Linked DNA regions of Mus musculus: all the other regions are linked to region 2. Evidence: chromatin contacts called from public HiChIP or PLAC-seq data. All regions are on one chromosome and are shown on one strand. The core of a region is the stretch at or near the end of the contact, and the rest is flanking DNA. Distances in the headings are between cores, read along the strand shown.

The links. HiChIP or PLAC-seq counts read pairs in DNA pulled down with a chosen protein or histone mark.
Region 1: a contact with region 2 is called in an H3K27ac HiChIP or PLAC-seq map of large pre-B cells, with 4 times the contacts expected there. The contact joins two enhancer-like sites. A contact is called at or near these places in 1 of 15 datasets of contacts at CTCF or cohesin (the NIH/3T3 cell line), 1 of 484 Hi-C or Micro-C datasets (bone marrow-derived macrophages) and 8 of 115 datasets of contacts at active chromatin or transcription factors (bone marrow-derived macrophages, craniofacial prominence, embryonic basal ganglia and 3 more).
Region 3: an H3K27ac HiChIP or PLAC-seq map of large pre-B cells shows a contact between it and region 2, with 3 times the contacts expected there. The contact joins two enhancer-like sites. A contact is called at or near these places in 1 of 484 Hi-C or Micro-C datasets (bone marrow-derived macrophages), 3 of 115 datasets of contacts at active chromatin or transcription factors (craniofacial prominence, embryonic basal ganglia and large pre-B cells) and 1 of 9 other capture datasets (embryonic stem cells).

What each region holds. Positions count from the first base shown.
Region 1 is chr5:118,646,108-118,649,301 of GRCm38.p6, reverse strand. All of the region lies in intron 2 of Med13l (mediator complex subunit 13-like), which reads right to left. Among named protein-coding and RNA genes, the nearest start is that of Med13l, 87 kb to the right of the region's middle. Within about 2 kb of position 1,666, at least 47 of the 459 cell types and tissues checked have an H3K27ac peak or open chromatin away from gene starts, as enhancers often do.
Region 2 is chr5:118,303,760-118,307,137 of GRCm38.p6, reverse strand. No RefSeq gene overlaps it. Among named protein-coding and RNA genes, the nearest start is that of Gm25076, 39 kb to the right of the region's middle. Within about 2 kb of position 1,982, at least 8 of the 459 cell types and tissues checked have an H3K27ac peak or open chromatin away from gene starts, as enhancers often do.
Region 3 is chr5:118,612,734-118,615,813 of GRCm38.p6, reverse strand. All of the region lies in intron 2 of Med13l (mediator complex subunit 13-like), which reads right to left. Among named protein-coding and RNA genes, the nearest start is that of Med13l, 54 kb to the right of the region's middle. Within about 2 kb of position 1,518, at least 136 of the 459 cell types and tissues checked have an H3K27ac peak or open chromatin away from gene starts, as enhancers often do.

The sequences.
Region 1 (3,194 bases), core at 417-2,916, 340 kb before region 2:
GTAATGGGATCTGATGCCGTCTTCTGGTGTGTCTGAAGACAGCTACAATGTCCTCACACACATAAGACAAATAAATAAATTTTAAAAACAAAGCAAAAGGTAGAACTTTGGTTTGGTGTTTCTATTAATCCTGCCAAAAGCCATTTTTAAAGTGTGTGTCGCTGCCATACCCATAAAGATGAGTGCAGGCCCCCGTTCTCTCTAGCTCTCAGCACACACACACCACACGGCAGCTGGTGACACTGACAGCAGCAGTGATGCTCACTGTCCTTTCTCTACTAGAGCGTAACTGTAAACAACCAAACCACAAGGCTGTCCCTTTACAGGAACAACGGGAAACTTACATTTCTTATGTGAACTCTTACAATGCCCAAGCATATGTACTGATTTTTGTAGTCATAAAAAAATTTGTAAAGTTGCCGGGCAGTGGTGGTGCACACCTTTAATCCCAGCACTTGGGAGGCAGAGGCAGGGGTATTTCTGAGTTCAAGGCCAGCCTGGTCTACAGAGTGAGTTCCAGGACAGCCAGGGCTACACAGAGAAACCCTGTCTTGAAAAACAAAAATATTTTGAAAATGAAAAAATAAATAAATAAAGAGTTGATCCCTTGCTAGAAGAAACTACCGAATCATTAGTAGTTTGAGATAAATGAATTATTAAACATACTGTTAAAAGATGGGCATTACTCCAAGCAGCTCACACTGATCTGAATGTTAGTGTCTCATTTCCATTCATTCATAAACACCACAATGTATATACATATTCATTCACTCACATGGAAGTTCAGAACAAAACTTTAATGAAATACAGTAATTCTTGAATTTCTCACTGTGTGCAAACAATTCTCAAACACTATCATTACGATTCTATTTTATGCATCATTATGGAAGTATACCAGATCATATATTAAAGCCAATTATATAGCTGATGCTGGTGGTCTTCTTCAGAAATTCTACTACTGCTATAAAATGAAGAGAACAATTGGCTCAGAGAGGGAACAGTTTGGAAAGACACAATTGACATAGTGCCTGCCCGTGAACAGGGAGAGAGACGTCAGAAATCCACCCCGCAGACCAATCTGCTAGCCTCTTTGCGTCTGAGAAGTAGCACTTGCTGATTTTAGCCTTCTGAAAGAATGGTGAGGGGTTCCCACGCTCGCACTCTTTGCCCCACGTGTGTGTAGTGTGAACACTTCTTTTCTCTTTGCTCCCACCCAACCAACCTTGCTGGTGAACCGTGCAGTGTGTATGGAAGCGCCGCCCCACCCCCACCCAGTGTCCACTCTGCATCTCTCCTCACAGTCTGCGGTCCCAGGTGAGCTAGCCCTCCCTTCCTGACTCACAGGGCTTGTCTTCCTTGTCTACAGGGCTCTACAATTTCTGCCTGCTTTAAGTCGCCAGTGTACGACTAACTTAACCTCACACATGGGGGGCAGGGAGAGCTTGTTCATGCTTACTTTCTAATCCTCATTTACAATGAGCACTGAGCCCCACAAACACACTAGGCCCCAAGGTCAGTTTGTGACTCAACAAGCAAATAACTTAAAGGTGTCTGTCAGTCGGTGTCTGTGAGAACTTTCTCAGCTCACTACCCAGTCCCCCAGCATGGAAGCAGGCCACAAGGAGTCCCTGAGCACTGAGGACAAAGGGGAACTAAGAAATGCTATAAGGACACAAGTGACTCAAAGAAGACAACAGCAGTAACGAAGACACAGAGAAGCCACGACAGACACTGAGCCTGGCTTCGCAAGACTGCACGTGCTACATACAGTTCCTTCCCCGTGGCCCCTAAGTCTCTAGAGCTAGGTGACAAGCAAAGGCATCTCATAACTGAGTGATCAAACCATAAAAACCAGAGGGCAGGGGTGCACAGAGTCTGAAGAGGAAAGGGAGAGCCAGTTCCCACACCCTTGCTCTCTGGTCTCCACATCAGGGTGTGGCATGTATGCAAACACAGACAAGGTCATAATTTAAAAGTTACAAAAAAAAAAAAACAAAAACCACTACTGACAATAGAAGCGTCAGAACTGGATGGATTCATTCCCCTTACATTAGGCCTTCTGTAAGCTAAGCCCCAAGTGCATGTGCTTAAGAAAAGCACGTATGTCAAAAGGGCTGCTCTAACTGTAAGGAACTCTGCAAGAACCTAATTGGAATTCCAGTAGACGTGGAGATCGCTACAATACCAAGATGGCCCCAAGCCAAATCTCTTTTCTGGCTGACCATGCAGGCCATGTCACTGGACATTAACTTCACATATCGTGCAACAAGCCACCCAGTGTCTAGTCCTCTTCTGTCTGCCTAAGGCCAGAACATACCTTCCCATGCAGTAAGCCAGAGTATCAACATACTCACATTTAATTACAATAGAGTCTTGGAAAGCAAATCCAAGATGGCAGAAAACACACTATTTCTACCCTTCCTTCCAGTTAATATCTACATCTTGTCATCATTTTGTAAAGCCACATTTCTAGAATGCAATGGGTAAGGAAGCCTTAAACCATCCAAACTAGCATTCCCAATCTCCCATAAGCAGGCCTCAACTTCTTCAGGTCTCCCCTGCCAACAGCTAGATGCTGCCTGCTGCTCCGTCAGAATCCTGTGGCACTTGACCACAACCTTCACAACTCAGGTACACAACATCTCTAAGCCTGGATATTCCTACCCTGACCTGTAAGGTCTTCTCCCTGTGCCAATACTTGAAGTCTCTGTAGATTCCATCCTTACTGAAGCTCTGAGAATGGAGAAAGATAATCTGTCCTGAACCAGCTAGTCTAGACTACAAATAGAGGCCTCCTGCTTCCTAGTCACATGGCCTCAGGCTGCCCCACCCGAGATTATGTGATGTGCTGCTTCTTCTTCCCAATGAGACCTATTAGATCTCAATTCTGAGGGTCAGAATGAGTACACAGAAGTCTCCCCTCGTGGGAACTCAGCACTGTCTCACTCCTGACGGGGATCACCTAACTGCTATAAGAAAACTAGACCTATGGAGAATCCCAAGGAAGTCTGCCTAAACTTCTTAACCAGGTTTACAACAACCAAAGTCAGTGAAGGGAGTTGGCTACTAAAAGGAGTGTGTTTAATGTCTTCATGAAGAAGTCTATTTTCAAAGACAATTGGCTCAGATCAATGATGCCTTAAACATAGAAGTGTCAGATCTATTAAATGCTGTAGACACAAATATTTCTTAAT
Region 2 (3,378 bases), core at 733-3,232:
TGTGTGCATGCATATATGTGTACTCGTGTGTGCGTACACATGTGCAGATCAGGCTGGCTTTAAATGGTTTCTGTGGAATTCAAATTCAGGTCTTTATGGTTGCATGGAAACTATTTTACCCAGTGAGCCATCTCGCCCCAGCCCTTGTTGAGCCTTCGGGAGCTCCTGCTTTGTGTGTCCCTGCTTGCCCTTGACTTGTCTTCCCCACAGGCCAGGGGAGGGAGAAGCTGTGGTAGAGTTCATAATGATCCTTCTCTGGATTCCACCGCTCTGGCTGACTTCATCATTAATGAATATTTATAGCGAGGGAAGATTTGCTAATTGAGTTCAGACTAGACAGGTAAGCGCTTGCAACCAAGACCATTACGTAATGGGGTGCAGGGAATGTGTCCGCATATTAAACTGTGCCGCCGAAAGGGACAGAGCTGGAGGTCTTGCCGGCATCCTGTCCCTGGCTCAAAGCACCAGCTAGGATTCACGTGACAGGACTTGAACAGGCCACACATCATTGGGGATAGCCATCTACTGGGAGCAATGACCAGTACCTCAGGAGCAAGCAGAGGATGGTTACTGTCCCTGGTGGGCGACTAGGCCCTCGGGAGCCAACCTGGACATACAGGGACCTCCACCCTCTCTGCCTTCCATGGCTCTGGATGAGTAGGGGATACCCCACACACACTTCTTCAGGACTCAGAAGTAACACCCTAGGCATCGGGCTGGTGGGTGGCCCAGCATCTATAGATTGTTTCCCAAGCCCTTTAAATGCTTCCTTATACCTATACATTTGTTTCCAGCCTCTGAGTCAGACAGACAGACAAAGCCCGAGTTACCCCCCTCCCAGCACAGAGGAGGGGCCTGGGGGAAAGGAGACAAGACATGAAGAAATTTGAAGTTGTTCAATATCACCCAGGAGGTGGGAGAAAAGTTTAGTTCACTTCTTGGCAGGGAGCTGCCATTCAGCTGTGGCTATTGCTACAATAGGCCCATAGGTATTATGTGGTGTGTGTGTGTGTTAGAAACAGTGTCTCTGGCTGGAGAGATAGCTCAGGATTAAGAGCACTGATTGCTCTTCCAGAGGTCCTGAGTTCAATTCTCAGCACCCACATGGTGGCTCACAGCCATCTGTAATGAGATCTGATACCCACTTCTGGTGTGTCTGAAGACAGCTACAATGTATTCATATAAATAAAGTAAATAAATAAATCTTGAAAAGAGAAAAAGGAAGGAAGAAAGAAAGAAGGAAAGAAAGGAAGAAAGAAAGGAAGGAAGAAGGAATGTCTCACTTAGTAGCCTAGGCTGTCCTGGAATTTACTATGTAGCCCAGGCTAGCCATGGCAAGCCTCCTGTCTCAGCTTCCTGAGTGCTGGATTACAGGTGTGAGCCACCACACCCAGCAGCATATACTTAATTATTCTTTCTCTCTGCCCTCCCTCCATCTCGGAAAAGACCATTCCTTCCTCCCCTATCTGTTCTCCCTGCATCTCTTGAGGCAGGAATTATTTTAATATCCATACAAGGGAATATCATTGAGCCCGGGAGGAGAAGGTTATTCTGGCACACAGTAGGACATGGAAGAACCTCGCAATATTTCTTGTGAAACGAGCCAGTTCTAAGAGGACAAACAGTGGACGTTCCCACTCACAGGAAGCCCCTGAGAGGCCTCTGTGGCTTTGGCTAAACTCCCAGAGACAGCAGAGGAAGATGCTGGTTGCAGGATGCGGAGGAGAACGATGGGGTGCACTTTACTAGGTGCGGGGTTTCTGTTCTAGAAGAGAGCTTTCCGTGCTGACAGCAGCGACACTCAGGCAACCTCGAGTGTACTCGACGTTGCTGTTCATGGTGGCTGGCATGGAGAAGGACATGTGCAGATTCTTCGCCACGACAAAAATGATAACTTATTTTTGAAAATTAGGATCTAGAGCTTGGTGGAATGGGGAAGTGCCATCCATCCATGTCAACAGTTTCCGCCCTGCACAGGAGGGCTTGTGGGTCCGTTACACTTGTCCCAAGAGAGGAGTTTATGCGTGTCCCGCTTTGGACACACAGGTTATCAGACTGTACCTTAAAAATAGTAATAGCAAGATGGGTCAGGCAGTGGTGGGGCACGCCTTTTTTTCTTTCTTTCTTTCTTTCCTTTTTTTTTTGACAGGGTTTCTCTGTATAGCCCTGGCTGTCCTGGAACTCACTCTGTAGACCAGGCTGGCCTCAAACTCAGAAATCCGCCTGCCTCTGCCTCCTGAGTGCTGGGATTAAAGAGAACACAGAGAAACCCTGTCTCAAAAAACAAAAAAACAACAAAAAAAGGAAGATGGGACAGCAGTAGAAGATGCATACCGTCAGGCCTTACGACCTGAGTTCAAACCTCAGGACCCACAGGGTGGAATGAAAGAACTGAGGTTTGAAAGTTGTCCTGACTGCTGTATGTGAGCTGTGGCACACACACACACATACGCATGCATGTACATGCACACAAATGTGCACACACACATGCACACATAGCACATGTGCTCAGACACGTATCCACATATACACATAAAGAATAACAGCAATAGCAGCAGCCTCTCAGATCCATTTTGGAGACCTCTCCTGCTGCAACACAAGCATCTCCCAGGAGCCACGACCTCCCTGGGTGTCCATCTGGATAGCATCCCTGTGGTCTGTTGTTTGGGATGACTTTCTTGGGACAGTGGTTTTTAATCCCTTACTGATGAAGGAGAGATTGTCTTTCACAGCCTCCCAGCACTGCTCTGCGCTGTGTCAGTGGAGTGGGGTGGTCTGTCCAATTCCTAACCAGCTGCACCTGAGATGCGCTCACCCCAGGCTGCAGCTCTCCAGCGTCAGCCTGGCCTCATCAGCACTTTATCCGTGAAGTCCTGCATAACCAGTGTGGATTTAGACAGCTCAGATCATCAGGCTCATGAAGGAGGCAGAAGAGAGAGGATCAACAAAACCTCTGCTTTGGTGATGGAAAGCAAGGTGGCCTGTCCGTGATCAGGAGACCAAAAGGCTGAGCATCCTGAGCCATGACAGGTGACACAGAGCCCAGGATGAATGAACTGGGAAGGGCCCCAAGCATACTCCCTTGCTCTGGCTCGCTTCAGAGAAGAAAGGGTGTGTGATCAAAGAGACAGTCAGTGATACACAGTGAGCAAACCAGACCTGCAAATGTGTGCGCATATACACATATACATACAAGCATATATGTGCTGGGCTGCATGTGTGTGCATGCACATGTGTGCCTACAAGTGTTTGTGTGCCTAAGTGTATGTGTGTGCATACACATGTCTGTATACAAGTGTACATGTGCTTGCTTGTACGAATGCGCCTGTTTGTGTGTGTGCATACACATGTATGTAGGCCTGTTTGCATGTGTGGGCC
Region 3 (3,080 bases), core at 269-2,768, 310 kb before region 2:
AGGCAGAAAAAACTGAAAGACTTCTTAACCTATTGTGCAAAACCCTGTGAAGTGTTGTCATACTTCAACTCTTCTGGTAATTGTATCAGCCATGTGTTAAAGATAAATGTAAGCAAGCTTAACGTCTACTTGGTCAATTTTTAAAATAATCAAAAGAAAGCTCGAAACCAAATGTATGCACAAACGTAGAAATAGCAGAAATGAAACCCCCAGTTAGTCTTCGTAAGCATATGTCAAAAGGGCAACAGAACCGGCCACTTTCTCCATGCACAGCTCCTGTCTCTGACCCTGGAGACCTTATCTAGGAACCTGGGATGTAGAAGGGACAAGAGTTCTTCAAAGGTCACAGCTGCCCTAGAGAGGTAAAAAGATCGAGACTCTGCATCTCTAGGGGCCATGACAACAACTTAAGAAACCTCAGTCTTCAGACAAATAAGCAACATATTTCTATTCTTCAGTGCCAAGAGGGTGCTTTTACGTATTGATTTAAAGCAGTGCCTCTTCTCAGCGTGACTGCTAGCTACAGGCTCGGCTTTAAGCATAAACACCACAGGTCTTCACAGTAGTTTGTTGTTTTAAAAGTCACTTAAAATACAGCACCTAATTATTTTCAGTATTTCTACCAAAACGCTCTCAAGAATGCTACCTAAATGCCTTGTTAAATCTAGTCAAGATGAAGAGGTAAAAGCAAGAGAGAAGGGCTGGAGAGATGGCTCAGCAGTTACCAACATTGGCTGCTCCTCCAGAGCACCCAAGGTTCAATTCCCAGCACCTACAACTCTCTACCTGTAACTCTCTTTCCAGAGGATCTGACACCTCATGCACATGTACAGTAGGCAAAAAAAAAAAAAAAAAAAAAAAAAAAGGTAGAAATTTTTCAGAAAAACATAGTTCCTAAAACCCAGTTCCTTACAATCTCCCAACACCAACCCTCTTCCCTGGAGGTGGAAGTCAGGGAAGCCCTGGGAAGACCCAGGGTACCACAACTGAGGCTCCTGAGGGGGAAGAATGAGAGCCAGGAGCTGCCAAGAGCGCACAGCAGAAAGGCAGGAAGTGAGGAGTGCAAAACATCAACAAGCTCTTTAGCCTTTGAACTATCTGAAAAGCTCAAGTGTCTGGAATAGAGGAAGTAGGAGTATTACCGGGGCTTCCTTTCCATCAAGCTCAAAGAAAGACAGTTGACAAACAAGAAATGGAAAAAGTCTCAGAAGTACCTGAAAATACCATGTTTAGTAGTCCTAAAATATAAAACCCCCTGGCTGAAGCTGTCTGCAGAGGTACTTAATACAAAGCCACCTGCCCGGCCGTCCAAATGACCTCTGCAGTGTCTCAGCCTTAGTGCAGAATGGTAACTCAGTGCCCTGTCAGAACCAACTGCACAGAAGGAACGCTTTCCATCCTTGAGCAGTGGCCTGCCCAGGCTCCCTCCCTCCATCACACTGAGCTCAGTGGGCAGAGGCAGAGCAGCCTCTCTCCAAGAGCACCGGGAGCACCACGTGCTGCCCAGCTATCTGTAACTGCCAGCAGCCCCGGGCTCCTTGCCATAAAGACTCCATCTCTTTGTCCATTCTTCAGCCCTTAGCACAGGCCCTATTCCATTTCCACCAGAGGGATGCTCTTCTGGGACAAAAAAAAAAAAAAAAAAAGGAGCTTTAACTGCTTCAAAAACAGCTCTTAGCAGCCGCCGCTGGCTGGAGTTAGAGAGCAACCTTGGGGGTGTTTAATGTAAGGAGTCTAACACTTTAAATTGGCATTTACCACGCAGAAATCCACCCTCTTTTACAGAAAGCCTAAAAACATTATCATGCTCACATGAAAATACTCACAGACACCTCTGAAAGCACGAGTCACACACATAACAAACAGCCTGCTGCCTGACCTGGCACCTGGCAAGGGACCAAAACAGGACCAGTATGGCAGTCACTCTTCTTCCCAGGAACCTAACAAAGTTTTACTCACTGTAGAGGGTGAGCAAGTGTGTGTGTGTGTGTGTGTGTGTGTGTGTGTGTGTGTCTCCTTGGGTCTGCACTGTAGCATCACAGCCTGGCCTCAACCTCACAGGATTTACAGCACACCCCATGTCTGCCTCCCTGGGCCCAGCTTCTCTTTGAAGGTGCTGAGGTCTGCTCTCACAGACCTTCTGTCACCCAGGATAAACTGCTGGGCCCATCACTGCACACCGAGGCTACTCACAGGGGAGAGGGGGAGTGTGAATTAGGAAGTATCAAGAACATCAGATACTGTTGACATTACTTAGGGCTTAACACGTATCTCTGGGTTCCCACCACCTTGCGTGCCCAACAGCTCCTCCACACCAACAGGACTTCGCAGGGCAGGGCTCACGAGGAGCCTTCAGCTGCAGCTCCTAACCCCTGTCCTACACACAGCATGGAAAGCCTGGAGAGTAACGCTGTGCAGGGCTAGCTCAGGAAGGGAGCAGTGAGTCACGGCGTGGCTTTGGATAATACGGGTAGAGGCAAGAAGGAGCCTAGGAAAGCTAAGTCACAGTCAGTGAGAGGGAGGGAAACCACAGGAAGCTGAAGCTTAGTCCTTAACGTCTACATCCACACCCATCCCATGGGGGACACACCTAGAAACACAAAAAGTCATCTAACTCCTGCTTAGGTCTGGGGGTGAGTCTACTACGCCTTGGTCTGGCACTCTCTTCTCTGTGTTCCTTCTCTCTGTGGAAGGATCCACTGGCCACCAGTGAGTCACTGTATCCATCCCCTGCCCCCTCCTGCGTCGGTCGGAGGTGTTTACAGCAGTGGACTGGCTCTTGTTCTACAGCACTAACCAGAGAACCTTGCTACTATGGGCAGGAAAAGCAACTTTAATTTTAATAGAACAAGCCTACCCTCGGCCATTTCTGCTTAAGAAAATGGGCAGAAGGGTTGCTATGCGTGAGAACATCAGGCATCTACCTTCTGCCCACGCCCTCATCTGCAAGAAGCAGCAGACACCCTGTCCTGCTTGAAGTAATGGGGAAGAAGACACAGACAACACACGGTTAAGGGCTGGAGAGATGGCTCACAGACTTGAAGCTGAAAGTACTTGATGCTCTTGCAAAGGACCTGGGT